Linked DNA regions of Triticum aestivum: region 1 is linked to region 2. A link is a contact called in public Hi-C data. All regions are on one chromosome and are shown on one strand. Each heading gives the region's core, a stretch centred on a gene start, on an enhancer-like site or on the middle of the called end of the contact. The rest is flanking DNA. Distances are from core to core; before and after follow the strand shown. Region 1 holds the start of LOC123143323 (ubiquitin thioesterase OTUB1). Region 2 holds the start of LOC123143321.

The links. Hi-C and Micro-C count contacts between places; a contact is called where the count stands out from the background.
Region 1: a contact with region 2 is called in a Hi-C map of leaf, with 5 times the contacts expected there. The contact joins the promoter of LOC123143323 here to the promoter of LOC123143321 in region 2. A contact is called at or near these places in 2 of 5 Hi-C or Micro-C datasets (leaf and an unstated tissue).

Annotation. Positions count from the first base shown.
Region 1 is chr6D:35,949,636-35,956,515 of IWGSC CS RefSeq v2.1, reverse strand. It overlaps LOC123143323 (ubiquitin thioesterase OTUB1), which reads right to left and starts at 1,694. Exons shown (of 10, transcript XM_044562194.1): 1 at 1,012-1,694; 2 at 885-929; 3 at 143-229. The coding sequence starts at 902.
Region 2 is chr6D:35,744,105-35,751,521 of IWGSC CS RefSeq v2.1, reverse strand. LOC123143321 reads left to right here and starts at 3,926. Exons shown (of 2, transcript XM_044562191.1): 1 at 3,926-5,234; 2 at 5,530-6,422. The coding sequence starts at 3,993. The coding sequence ends at 5,781.

The DNA.
Region 1 (6,880 bases), core at 445-2,944, 210 kb before region 2:
ATTTGCTTCAAAATACAATGCCAGATTATGGAAAGACCCACGAGCCCAAAAAATCCCAGTTCTACTTTCTATGCACAAAAAATCCCAGTTCATACCACCCAAGAATCACAAGTGAGAAGAGTGGACAAGATTCAGGCCATACCTTGTTCTTGATCTGACTCCAGTTTATACCTAGTTCGTCCTGCTTGGGTTTCACCTTTACTACAACCTTTACTTGCGATAGTTTCTCCTGCTCCACAGAATTAGCGTCAAGATCACACATTTCGGATTAGCAAAGGTGAAAAGGCTAACAAGATTGAAATGTTGAGTCATCCAAATCCTTTCTACTCTTGCCAATTATTCATATGAATTGAGTTTTGAGGCTTCAGAGCCACTTTCAGGCTTTCAGGCAACAGATGATGCATGTCTGGCCAAGTAATCCCGAGCAAACATTCAGATTAACTTCCCCTATAACACCATTGATCTACACTGGAAATTGATACATTTTGGCATCAAGATTTCTTGCCAAAATATGTCAGCAACCACTGCCAATACATGATCCTCGTATCTCCCCACATTTTTCACTTGCAGCAAAATTGCAAAACATGCTATCATACCAAACCAAATAGAAGAATCAATTAGCACAAGCCTGGACACCTAAATCTTGAACAGTAGCGAATAATCTCAACAAGATCCTTGCCTACCTCTAAATTTGATAACGCACCGCAAGAAGAACTCGAGTAATAATCAGGAAATGCCTAATCGCCAAACTGTCCCCAACATTTGCCCGAGATTTCGTTTCCACTGTAAATCATCCCCAACCCCAACATTTTAACAGACTCATGACATACCTGTTCCGAGCAAGCAATTCCGAGCAAGCAAAGAAGACCAGATTCATGACATACCTGTTCCGTCCTGTACATCGCCTCTTCCGCGCGCAGCGAGTTGTACTGCTCAAGAGGAAACCAAGAAACGCTCAAGAACGCACTCCAGAGACTCCAAGAACTCCAAGAAACAGCAACAGCACGTCACCTGCTGTTCCCATCGCCTGTTGACGGCCGCCTGCTCTTTCGCTAGCCGCTCGATCAACCGCTGCCCAACCAGGTTGAGGTCCAACTCCAACCGCTGCCCAACCAGGTTGGGGTCCAACGGCCGCGCCGCCGCGTTGGGCTCCTCACTCGTCTCCGCCACCGCCACCGCCACCGCCACCAAGGGGTCGCTCCCGCCTCCCGCGCCCTGCCATCCGCTGTGGAGGTCGACTCCCTGCCGCCCGCCGCCGAGGTCGACTCCATGCCGCCTAAGGGCCCGGCTCTGAGCGTCGCGGCGATGGCGTTGTCGAGGAGCTGCTGCTGCTCGCGGAGCTCGGAGGAGCTGCTGCTGCTCGTGGAGCTCGGAGGAGAAGGAGTGGTGGCGATTCCCTTGCCCTTCCGGGGGTCGACCACCGTGGCGGGGCTCGACCCATCGGCGCCGCCTCCGGCCTGCTCGAGGTGGAGGGGAGGTGGCGGCGCAGCAGCGCTCGGGGCCCCATCCCCATTGGAGGAGTCCGGTTCGTCGACGCGGTCCTCCTCGACCGGTGGTTGTGAACCGGGTGCGGGTGGCTCCATCGCGGTCGCGGCGGGAGGAGTCGCGTGGCAATTCCGCTAACTCGCGGGGGGCGTGGAGAAGAAACTTGTGGAGGGTGCCGGATGGAAAATGGGAGAAGCTTTCACGGGTATTTATTTGGAAAACCCTGATGGCGGTTTGGTCCTTGGGAGTTTTCTTTTCTGCAACCAACTCCACGTTGAAGCACAAAAAAGAAAAACTCCACGTTGAAGCACAAAAAAGAAAAACTCCACGTTGAACCACATCTATATCTATACATCTATACATATATCTATACAAATATAAAAAGACCCAAAGAGACAGATCCAACTGTTCTCGGCCATCAAACTAAGTCAATCCAACGACCTAGACTGCTCCAATGGCGAGTGTTCAACGTGCAATCAATATCATACCAAATATTGCACTGATCACAGAATTAATACACAAATAATAGCATACTTAATATCCACGTGCGCATTTACTAGTTAGTACAGGGTAGGCACACAGATCCATTTGCAGATACATCCCACGTGAAATATATATTTTTACAAGAGAGGCATTCGGGGCCCCTAAAAAAACAAGAAAGGCATTCGGGGACACATGACCAATCCACCGCCAAAGGGCAGGATACGTGTCAAGTCGTACAAAACATATGTTGCATTCGTGCACTACGTGAGCACCGGGGTAGCCATCAGACGACGCCTCCGTTGACAAAATTCAATCCGCCACTGGTAAGCCGGGCTCTAGCTGCCTCTGCAAAGAGTAGAGATCGAACAAACAGTACCAAAAAGGGCAAAAACCAAGAAAAAAGAGAAATTAGATTATAAAATCTTGGTTTGCCAAAAGCAGCAACAGAACCGCCAAGAATGCACATGGTGAATAAAGCATCGTCTTGGCAAACTTGGGCCAGATGCGAACAATCCTTGGAAGACAACAAACGATGAGACAACGACTCAATGGCACCATGATCCCTATCCTTCCACCCAAGCCAAGTTACCCAAAGAGGGCCTCCAAAATCGAAAGTAGAAGAGGCTAAAAGAAGAAGAACAAATCCAACAATAGAGAGTAGCCTCATAGCCGCGCATGAAAAATAAATAAAGAAGGTCATCACTAGGGTGAGACAAGAGAAGTGCCAAGAACATGATATGATCACGTGAACCTCCATCAAACTAGTCCCACACTATATGCAATTGACCCGATGCAAAAATAATCGATTAGAAGCACATGATATCTAATGTTCTGCCAGTGCACAAGGCTAGTTGAAGCATGAATTAGGAAGTGTCGTTTCCCAATTTAATATCGATTCCTCAAGGTATAAGAAGAGTGTTGCTATTGTTGTTTCAACAACGCTTGATATGTCATTTATCTCAAATGTGTCGACTAATGAAGAGTACCTATCAGACTTTAGAGTAGTGATGGTTGTTGAATAGAGGATTAAATTCAAGTAATAAACTTTGTGTGGAAAGTAAATAATGGTGATGAGACTCTATTTTCCTGCAATGAGATCACTATGTGTAACAATTTATAGTAAGCAATACAATTGCCTTCAACTGATAGTATGTTGTTGATCTTTGTCTTAGATGCTCAATAGACAAACCACACATGAATAACTGAACCCCTTCCTTCCGGGTTTGTTCAACGCTTCCCCCTTCAAAAATAATTGCAGTTCTAGGTTTGAAAAAGTCAAACTTCATTAAGTCTATTTTAAAATGTATCAACATCTACAGCGCCAAATTTGCTTCACTTTAATCATTATGATATATATTTTTATATATGTATTATATATTTTGTAGATCTTTGGAGTTTTTCCTAACTTTTAAAAGTTTGATTCAGGATAATCCTATAAGTTCAATTATTTTAAAATGAAGGGAGTAATATTGCCCCCCTTCATTGCCATTAGCAATGGTCGGTTTGGTGTCTAAAATCAATATATTGAAACAACACCTTAGGTGATGTCGCTTCTCGTGCTCCTCATATCGCCTTCACTGCTCGTTGATACCAACACCTATCACACGAAAGCTTGAGGAATCGCTATACAATGCGTGCTTAACCACATAGATCTTTAGATCATGTTGCCTAGGCCTTAAATTAGACAACAGACAATAAATATAACAATACAAACATAGTAAAATCCCAATTAAACTTCAAAAGGGATATACTCCCTCCGTTCCTAAATATTTTTCTTTTTAAAGATTTCAAATAGACTACCACATACGGATGTATATAAACATATTTTAAAATGTAGATTCACTCATTTTGCTCCGTATGTAGTTACTTGTTGAAATCTCTAGAAAGACAAATATTTAGGAACGGAGGGAGTATACATTTAGGATGTATCAGACCAGAGGATGTGGTCGGTGGACACGGTTAAGGCCACGACGACATGTCGCGTCGACGCCTCCAAGGAGGTAATGATACACATAGGCGTCGTCGTCCCCCTAACCTCCATTTCCTTGTCCATCCTAGAGAGGAATATGAGGGAGGCATGTTGGATATGGAAAGTTCACCAAAGGTGCTTCCGTGGTAGGGAGGAGAGCACCATGTCATCACAGATGAGGATCATGATGGCGTTTACTAAATTACCTTGCATACATGGTGGAGTTGGCGAGTGAAGCACTAAGGGAATTGTCACCACCACCTAGCCCACAGTGTGTCAACATGGCCCACCTGACTAGCCTTTGGCACAACCTTTATGCCTCCGCTACAAAGAGGAATATAAACCTCACACCACAAGGAGGAAGGGCAGAGGACAAGTTATCGCGGCCACTACTGGGACAATGGTGAGGGAGGCGACACACGGGGTGGAAGACGATTCTAGGGTTAGTGCTTGGAGAATCACTCTACAAGCTACCAGAGGGGAAGGGGGCTCATGCCCTTATAGATAGTCAACTTATTTCAGCTCCCTATTTTTTAACTGTATGTATTTCTCTTGAAGGAAATCATGCGCCAAAATTACCAAATTACACTAGTACATGTAGCTCTAAAGATCAAATGATGTTGAACTAAAGACATTGTTATAAACACTTTCCCACCTCTATATCAATTCTATTGGTATTACTCGGTAGACCCCAAAACTCTTCCAGTAACCCTGAAACGCTTCTAGTTTCTCTCGAAACTATTTCTAACATTCTCAAAACGGTTTCATGCATATTTTCTCATAACTCTTACTCCACTGACACTCAACAGATCATGATTCCCTTAAGCGTGTGACCCTGTAGGTTCAGTAAAACATATACATGAATGAAACTCCTTTTCATTCAATGACCAATAGTGGAACCGTGGACATCCATATTGATCCCTATGAATACATGAATTATATTCGAGTGAGGCTTTGGTTATCATATGCTATCATATTTGGTTCTTGATACTTTACATAACCTGAGGTGAGATATATCAGTATCTACTTGACTCATTCTCATGCTCACTATACCGGTCTCCTCGTTACCGGTTTCGTTCTTCTTTCTTGTTGACATGTTCCGGCATCCCTCTGACCTAGTCACCTGTGTTAGGCCATACGATGATGGCTGCACAAAGAGGGCCCTAAGAATATATCTTCATCGTCGAAGGAGCAAATTCCACTCTTGAGCTATCTAGCCCCTTGCCATACTTTCCGATGAACCTGAAAGTTGTCGTTATGATCACCATGTTACATATAACATTTGAGCAACCCCAAAGACCATCGTCCGATATTAAATGACTACGATACTCTCATGGTCTAAGCAACTAAAGCATACATTAACTCTCCATGTAATATCAATAAACTTGTGACGATTACATCTCAAAGTATAACAAACAAGTTGGGTCAATTTAATGTGATCGTTCTTCTAACATCATACCCTCAATGTTGTTTTTGGGACTATCATTACACTTAATGAAATCCCAAGATCAGGAAAACATGATCAACATACAACACTTGAGCTAGTCCTAGAGGCAAGACTAGGAATCAGGTTCTACCGTTTAACATTCCACACGTGCTTATGAGTTTTCCTCTGAATCACATATCCCAGAATCATAGCAGTTACATCATAGAATATTAACTCTTAATTATAAATGTGAAAATAAATAATACAATATTATTGCCTATAGGACATATTTTCAACAATTTTGTCGTAAGGGGAGATGGTAGTGTTTGTGACGTCAAGGGACAGGAGATCCCAAGGCATACAAGTTTGCATAGAAAGCTAGTGCCGAGGAGGCAATTTTTAGGCTTTAGGTCTCCATGGGTGATTCCTTTTTGTTTGTTGGAGTGGAGGAAGATAAGCCCCGTGTAGATGTTGGCGACCATTCTAATACGCATCCTCCAAAGAGGGGCTCCATTTGGTGCTTGCACTGCAGACAATCCACTAGGCTTCCATTCTACAAGAATTCAAATACTAATGCATAGGCCTCCCTGCACACTCCTAGAGTGACAAGGCCATATGTCTCTTCGTGTAAAGTGTTTCTACCTGTAATATGTAGGAAATTCACATGTACATTAGATGCACCACTCTAATTTTTCTAATCTGAAAACATGTCTTACTGCTAATATGATGCCATGACAGTATGTCGCAAGAATAACAAAAACTACCTCATCATTGAACTCTTTATCTCATGTTGCATCTTCATGGTTGAGTTTTTTTTGTGGCAACAGTATTGTGATAGATAAGTCCCTTGTAGACAGTTCCGCACCCACCATTGATCCCCAATCTTTCTAGAGCCATGAAATTTGTTTGTCGCATATTTTATCTCCGTGTAGGTGAACTATGTTAAGGAAACAATGCTACTAGAGCCGAATACACCATTCCCATTTGTTTAATGCATCTCTTCAGCTTGTCCAACAACATGCACTTTCTTGCGCTGCAATTTTTCTTGTAACAGTTGAATTAGGGAATTCATCTAGAGAGGCTTTTCCCACAGTTCTTATCTTTGCTCATTTGCCTTTTGCAATTCCACTACTAGAAAAATGGCTATAGCCAATATCCCTATTAGTGGCGCACCATGGTGGTGGTGCACCACTGCTATATAGCAGTGGCGCACCAGAAGCAGGTGCGCCATTGTTATTTTTTTAGTAGTGGCGCACCTTTAGTCCAATGCGCCATCGCTATTTTTCCCCCGGGTCCACCCCCTTCTTCAGATTTACCAATGGCGCACCTTTGCCAGATGCGCCATTGGTAAGCCAGGGAAGGTGGGCATTTTTGTGTAGCAATGGCGCACCACCCCTAGTGCGCCATTGCTATGTGCTGCACCGACCGGCCCTGATTCGAGAGAATCCAGTCCAACCAAAGCAACACAACACAACACAACGCTTCCTCCTCCTCTCCCCTCGAATCGATCCCCTCCA
Region 2 (7,417 bases), core at 2,677-5,176:
TCACATGGAACCTTCCTAAAACCAATGAAAGGTTCCATGAACAAATCCCCAGAACCTTCACGAAAACGACTTCACTAGGTCGGCCCACTAAGGCGACGCATCTGCTAACGCCAATGCCGAGGCGGAGCTACGTCTCACAATAAGAAAAACACAATAAGAAAAAAAATCAACGGAAACCGTAAAGAAAAACACAAAATATGATAGATTGATTGAGTTTGCTGATACACAATTAAGAAACAGTAAGACGTAGCAAGCTATGCCTCTCCATGGCGATTAGGCACTCCCGCTCGTCCAATTCGGACATGCATGACCTGGATCACCTCTGTCATCCACTCCTACCCCATTTTACCATGAGACATCTACCAAACATAAACTGGGCCACTACTTCACAAGACAACTTCGACGATTTCCTATGAACCGAGCCAACATATTGTCGACTAGGGTAATTACGTGCGGACATGTCACACCCCAAATGGGTCTTAGCCGTGACAATCGCCACATGCTTATAAATCTCAAATTTATAAGTCGGATCCTCTAACGTATGACACCCTGACGTTGAGCCATTGGCGTGTGGGCCTGGGGCCACATGTCAGTGAGCACCACGGCACGGTCAGGGGAGTCGCGTCCTCGTATGTGGTGATGGTTACTATAGAGTGGTCCTGCTCCTCTATTGGAGCTGGACAGGTGTAACTCAGAAATATCTACAGCCATAGTGTCCCTAGATTTTATAGTTGCTTGTACTTTGCCATCTAAAACCGTACACGTGCATAGCTGAGCCAACATGTAATTCAATGCTACATATCAGTGCAAGCTTGAACTGCAAAATATCTTGTACTATAGCACACCTGGCCACCTACCTGAAGGCTCTACATGCACGTTCTTGTAATGCACATCCTTCCACACAAAGACTAACCATAGTGGGAGTAACTTCAACAATAACATAGAGTCCAACTGAGCAAATTTGCTTATGTGACAATGAGTTAATGAGAAGAGAGGTAAATTTGAGTAACTTAGCTACTTATCGTAACATCACATATTCCAATACAATATGAGTCTATAACCTAATAAATGAAGCTTTGCATGACATCATACTTATGTTACTACCCACTATGAAGGTAGTAACATAGCCTAGGGACATGTGTATGTTACTAGTGTAACTTACTCTCCACTATGACTAGGGTAAGGAACTAACTTGACTACTCTGCTTAGTACTAAACAATAACTGCCAATTATTGATTTTATTTAATTAGGCACTTACTACTCCATTGTGTGCTAATTTTTCTTTTAGTTTTCCAATTACAACACCATATTTATTCTAAATAACACGGGTATTTACAAGACACCCAGCCCAGCGTCGTGACCTCCGACCCCCTTCTTGTTTTCCCCATTGATGATGTTCCTTTCCCCTAGCGGTCGCCATGATGGAAGCCTCCTTCCCCAGCCCCTCGCCAATGATGATTCTTAGGTTTCCGCCTGCACTTGCTGCAACATGGGAGGTCACGCGCGACGGTGTTACTGTTGACGGTGGAGAGTAGATCATCAATATGGGAGGTGACTGGAATAATCTAGTATGAAAGAGATTGAGGTGAAGGTAGGCATTCTTTCCCCGCTTCTCAACTCCATCAAAACCCTCCCAGATCTCGCAACCACAACTCTCTCTCTCTCATCTTGCTTTATTTGTGATTGCTTAAGAGTTAAGATTCCCCTAATTTTGTTTGCTTTTGTTTTCTATACGTGTTAGGTTACGAGGTTTACACTAGGTACAAATCTCAACAGGGACTTATCTTCTTGGAATGCAAAGAATGGAGCTAAATTGGTCTTTCCTAATTAATTAAAAAATAGGACTGGAGGGTTAGAATAGATTGAGACCACCGAGTTATGGTGGAGTTGGTGTGTACTTTATGTAGGTCTCTCAGGGAGATGGCCAGTCAATCTACAATTTTTCTGTATTTGGGAGATGGTGGCAGTTGTGAGTGCTGAAGTGTATATGTTGATTGCCTAGCCCTTTCTAATAGTTCAGACTTTTGATTGCGTTGGCTAATGCATAAAGCTTAACATGATATTAGAACCCAGGTTTTGGTCTCCCCCGAATGCCGCAACTCGTCCTTTCTCCCGATCGCTTTTTTTGTCTATCACGATCCGCACGTCCCTTGTGCTCGCTTTGTGACTTCTCATTGATCTATTCCGATGGATTTCCTCTGCTTCCAGCAACCTCCAGGATGCGGGTCGACGATTCCCCGACTCCCTCTAGGGCATGGGCTTTGATATCATGTTAAGCTTCATGCACTATCCAACGCAATCAAAAGTCTGAATTGATGGAAAGGGCTAAACAATCCGCATATACACTTCAACACCCCCTCTCATGTGTGACGCGGAAAGCCAACACACGAATAGACTTAGAACTATGGCTCAAAAGCATTATACATGGACATAGAGGGGCCCAACATTAATTTTTGGATAAATTGCAAAAGTTAGGAATCAAACTCAAGACCTTAGGCTCTGATACCACATTAAGCTTCATGCACTAGTCAACGCAACCAAAAGTCCAAACTTAAGACCTTAGGCTCTAATACCATGTTATGATGCAACTTAGTTATATTGCAAGGCCCAATGAGGTGCAAGAAACGAAAACAGAGCCTGATGAGAATTCCTAGACCAATACTAATACTTCCTAACAATGAGTTCATTTAGATTTTTCTTCCATCATGCATAGTTCAAACTTATATGCTCACAAATATTCAATTGTTGCAGATGATGCATGCGTATCATAGTAAATATATTAACAGTATAAACTAAATTACTGATTCAGTAACTCTAATTATGGTTTGACAAATACATGGCCTATGAAAAATTGATGCAATAGACATCTAAAGTTGAAACTTGGAGATCATCTTATACCCTCGTGTTCACCTCTCAATTCTCACTTTTTTTGTCTCATTCCTTCATTTAAGCATAAGTTTAGTTTCATTTGTTCAAGGTAGCTGCAAGTCGCATATATAGTTTCTTCACTTAGCCCCCCCCCCCCCCTCCCAAAGAAAAATTGGTGTGTATTAGATGAAACAATCGATATGAAGAATGTGTGTCATGCCCAAATGAGTTAGCATGCTTCTCATTCTTGTCAATACGATGATCATGCATGGCTAGGATACTTTAGATCAAGCATATGAGGGGGATGGGGTGTACTCTGGATGAGAATTCTGTTGAGAGTAGATCATTGAACTAAACAAGTTGTGGGATAAGTGGCATGACCAAATGCCATTGGTCATACAACTCTTTGCCACTTGGGTATTGACAACATATCACAATGAGAAAGGAGGAAACAACACTTGGATGTTCCTTGCAAAATTGTTTTAACATGTGAAGCTACATTCCACCCCAATCAAATAATGTTATCTGAAATTGTCTTGGGAGCAGCATGCTAAATATATTTACAAACATATATATGCAAACATGTTTAAATCAGATATATGGGCCAGTTCATGCAAAATTAACCTATGTATGCATTGTGACTATATAGACCGGATCATGTAAATTACTCCCTCCGTCCCATAATATAAGAGCTTTTTTTATACTACAGTAGTGTGAAAAACGCTCTTATATTATGGGACGGAGGGAGTAAGATAGTTCTATCACTGAAATGAACGGGTGCGGCAAAGTGGGTCATCATGGCCTAGTGAAACATTAAAATACACTTTGAAATGAGAAGAAAACCTAATGTAACCCTTTGAAACAAGACAAGTTCTGAAAAAATATAACACGAATCTCAAAGCAACCATGAATGATGAATTCATATGTGGTATTTTTTAGCTTTCCTGGAATATTTTTTTTTGAGCTGGGTAGAAGTGGAAGGAGCAAACGATCAAATCCCCCCATTTTGTGGTATTTTGGTGTCTGCACGTGGGCCCAGGTTCGCAAGGGACAAAAGATCAACGAAATCCCCCTATTTTTTTCCCACCCGTCGCCATTTCCACTCGAGCTCGAGCTCGACAGCCATGGCCTCAGAACTAGGGCTAGCGCCGCCGGCGAAGCGCCCGCTAGCGGCGGCACCCACCACCATCACCGGTATCGGCGACGACCTCCTCCGCGGGATCTTCCTCCTGCTTCCGTCCCTCCCGAGCCTCGTCCGCGCCGCCCTCGCCTGCCGCACCTTCCTCGGCGCCGTCCGGTCGTCCCCCGCCTTCCGCGGCCGCTTCCTGGCGCTCCACCCGCCCCAGCTCCTCGGCTTCTTCATCTGCCCCAGCCGCATCGCCAGCCACCCCTTCGTCCCCTCCCGCGGCCGCTCCGACCCGGACCTCGCCGCCGCCGTCCGCGGCGCCGATTTCTTCCTCACCCGTCTCCCGGAGGACGGCGGTTCCTCCCGCGGGTGGCACTTCGAGACCTGCTACGGTGGCTACGCCGTCCTCCTCAACCAAACCACGGACCAGGTCGCTGCCTACAACCCCCTCACGCAGGCGCTGCATCTCTTCCCCCAGCCGGCCGCCGACAAGATCCTCTTCCGCGGCTTGCCTGAGTACTATTTCTTCTCCGAAGAGGACCAGGGAGTGCTCCGTATGGTCTGTGTCCAACACCGGAACACGTCGTGGCAAGTGCCGGCGCGCATCGCTGTCTACTCCCCGGCCACCAGCAGCGAGTGGCAGATTTTGCCGTGGGTGGAGACCCCGCCGCCGCTGCAGCCCGAGGAAGACGGTCAAAAGGTCATCACTTTTTACCCTGGTACGCAGGTGAAAGGATTCGTTTACTGGAAACACACGAGTCAAGCCTATGTACTCATTCTCAACACTGCGACACTGCAATTCTCGAGAGTGGATTTGCCGCCATTCTTTGAAGAGATAGAGACTGTGCAATTTATGCTTGGTCAGACCAAGGATGGGGAACTCTGTATGGTTGGCGCAGATGACAACGATGGAAAGACAGGAATGCTTGTTGTTTGCGTTTGGAGAGCTGATGAGCACGGTGTTGAGAAGTGGATGCTGGAACATACTTTTGCACTGAGTATATTTATTGATGCCACAGAGGATGATTCCACGGTGCAGGTTGATGCGATTATCGATGGCTATGTGTACCTGTCTACTAAGTATTCTGGGCAAGCTGAGTCCCTCCTATCCTTCTGCCTGGAAACAGCAAAGCTAACCAAGCTCTTTGATGGTACATACACAAGCCCGTCTCATCCCTACATCATGGCGTGGCCTTCTTCATTGGTAGACAACAAGGCAAGCCCGTGCTCGAAGATTCCGGTAAAGTTTCTTCAGACGTTTGGTCCTTAGATTATGTGTGGTTGCTTGAGAGCATTGGATTATTGTATACTAAGTCCGTCCCATAATATAAGAGCATTTTTTACAGTAGTATAGTGTCAAAAACGCTCTTATATTATGAGAAGGAGGGAGTAGTTGTGATAATCTGCCATTAATTCCACCTTCTGCAATTTTGGTCCACAGTTTTTGCTTTTTTTGTTGCACAACAATGGCTTGATTCCAAGTCTTGATAAAGTAGCACTTGCATAACTCATATAGTACATGTGTTTAATTGCAGATTATGTATCAGTACGAGGATGCAATGTGGAAAGCCAATATCCCTCTAAAAATTAAAGATATACTATGGCTGATTTGGCACAATGTGATTGCCACAAAAGACAGTATGAGAAGAATAAACTGGGTTGGGGATTATATTTGTAGCTTTTGTGGGGAGAACGAATCTATTCATCATCTCTTCTTTGCCTGTTTGGCTGCATCATACATGTGGAGCTCTATTTGCAATACTATGGGTCTATATGATAGACCTTAGATGCTTCACACAATACTTTACTTGGGTCGCAGATAAAATCCCCTTATGGATTAATTTACAATTGCTGCCTTTTGTTGGGTTATCTGGAAAACTCGAAACAGAGCTTATTTTGAGAAGAAATTACCGTCGGCTCCTGCTGAGCTGATTTATTATTTTTATGTTTTTCTATGTCACTGGGCAGGTTTACAGAAGGATGGTGAAAGCAAAATCTTCTGGAAGGGGAGGCGGCGATCCAGAATTCAGCTATCAGGAGTTCAGGACCCATAAAGCTGCTCGTGCGTCCTCGACTGGTGGCTTACTGAGCATCACTGAAGAAGATGAGAGTGAAGATGAACAAAATGAGCTGACGGATATTGAGCGGCAGTAATAACAAAAAGTCTTGTTACTGCTTGATTGTGGTGTTTCGATCCAGGTTATCTGTCCTGTATGTTTTTCGTTCTGCCCCAACCCTGTGTCTGTGTCCTGGATTGCTGTCCACTTTCCTTGGAGTTTGCTCTTGCAACCCTGCGTCACTTTGGGTGTGAGGTTCATGAGTATTTTGGGATGTGTTTTTTCTTTTCTTTTTCAGTGTGTAAAAACCTTGTTTCGTTATGCCAATAGTGGAACCCGGCTCCCTTTTTTGGGAGGCGTATGACTAAAAAGTACGAGGATGCAATATTTAGCATGCAGTTTGTGCAGAGTTTATGATAGCACTAGCACGCTGATATAAAGTGCACGTCATGCTCCGTATCTCCTATCGTTTGCACAGATTATGCGATAGCTCAAGGATATAAAGTGCTGCATTGCCACTATTTGAGGCTGTAAATTTCTCCTCACTCAAACGTTGTCTAAACATTACTTTGTAATGCTAACCACTATGAGATTGCATTGCTGTAACAAATCTTATTTCATTTTCACTACTTGTATGGGTACTGTACTTGTCTATCATAACAAAACTTATATCGTTTGCACTGCTTGTATGGTTGCTAAACTTGTCTATAATTTTGTTTTTTTTTGAAACGGAGAACTTGTCTATCATTGGAATCTATAGCCTTGCACAATTTATGTATACAAATACTTGAATCCTTTACTCACGCTGAAATATTCTTCTATGTCTTTGTGCCCTCCTGATGTTTGATTGTAGGCGTGCAATGTAGCTGTACAGTCCATCTCACTGAAAAGTTGAGGATTTTTCAACGGTGCAGCTACCACTGGAACATCTGATGTTCCATACATCATATCTGTAGTTTGGTTACTTCAATTTATCTAGCCTCTGAACCTGAATGATTTATGAGTACACAATATCCTGCTACTGCTTGGCCTCGTATAATGCGTGCAGCTATGATTATCATTAAACTGCTATTGCATTTACGGAAACTTGTGAGCATAGGACCTATGATCTTACATACGATTCCTGATTGAGGAGTCATGTTGATTTCAACAGACAGAAGGCAAGGTAGACAGACAGCATAGTAGATGAACTGGAAACTGCAACTCTATCTGACTGACTGCAGAGAGATTGTCAGCAGCAAGCAATCTGTGATTCTGAAACATTCTCAGTAGCTGGTGCAAATCATCATCATTATGATGTGTCTGTTCTGGCAGGAATTGCAAAAACTTGCTACTTACAAGTATCCCCATGATGTTTTGGCCAAAG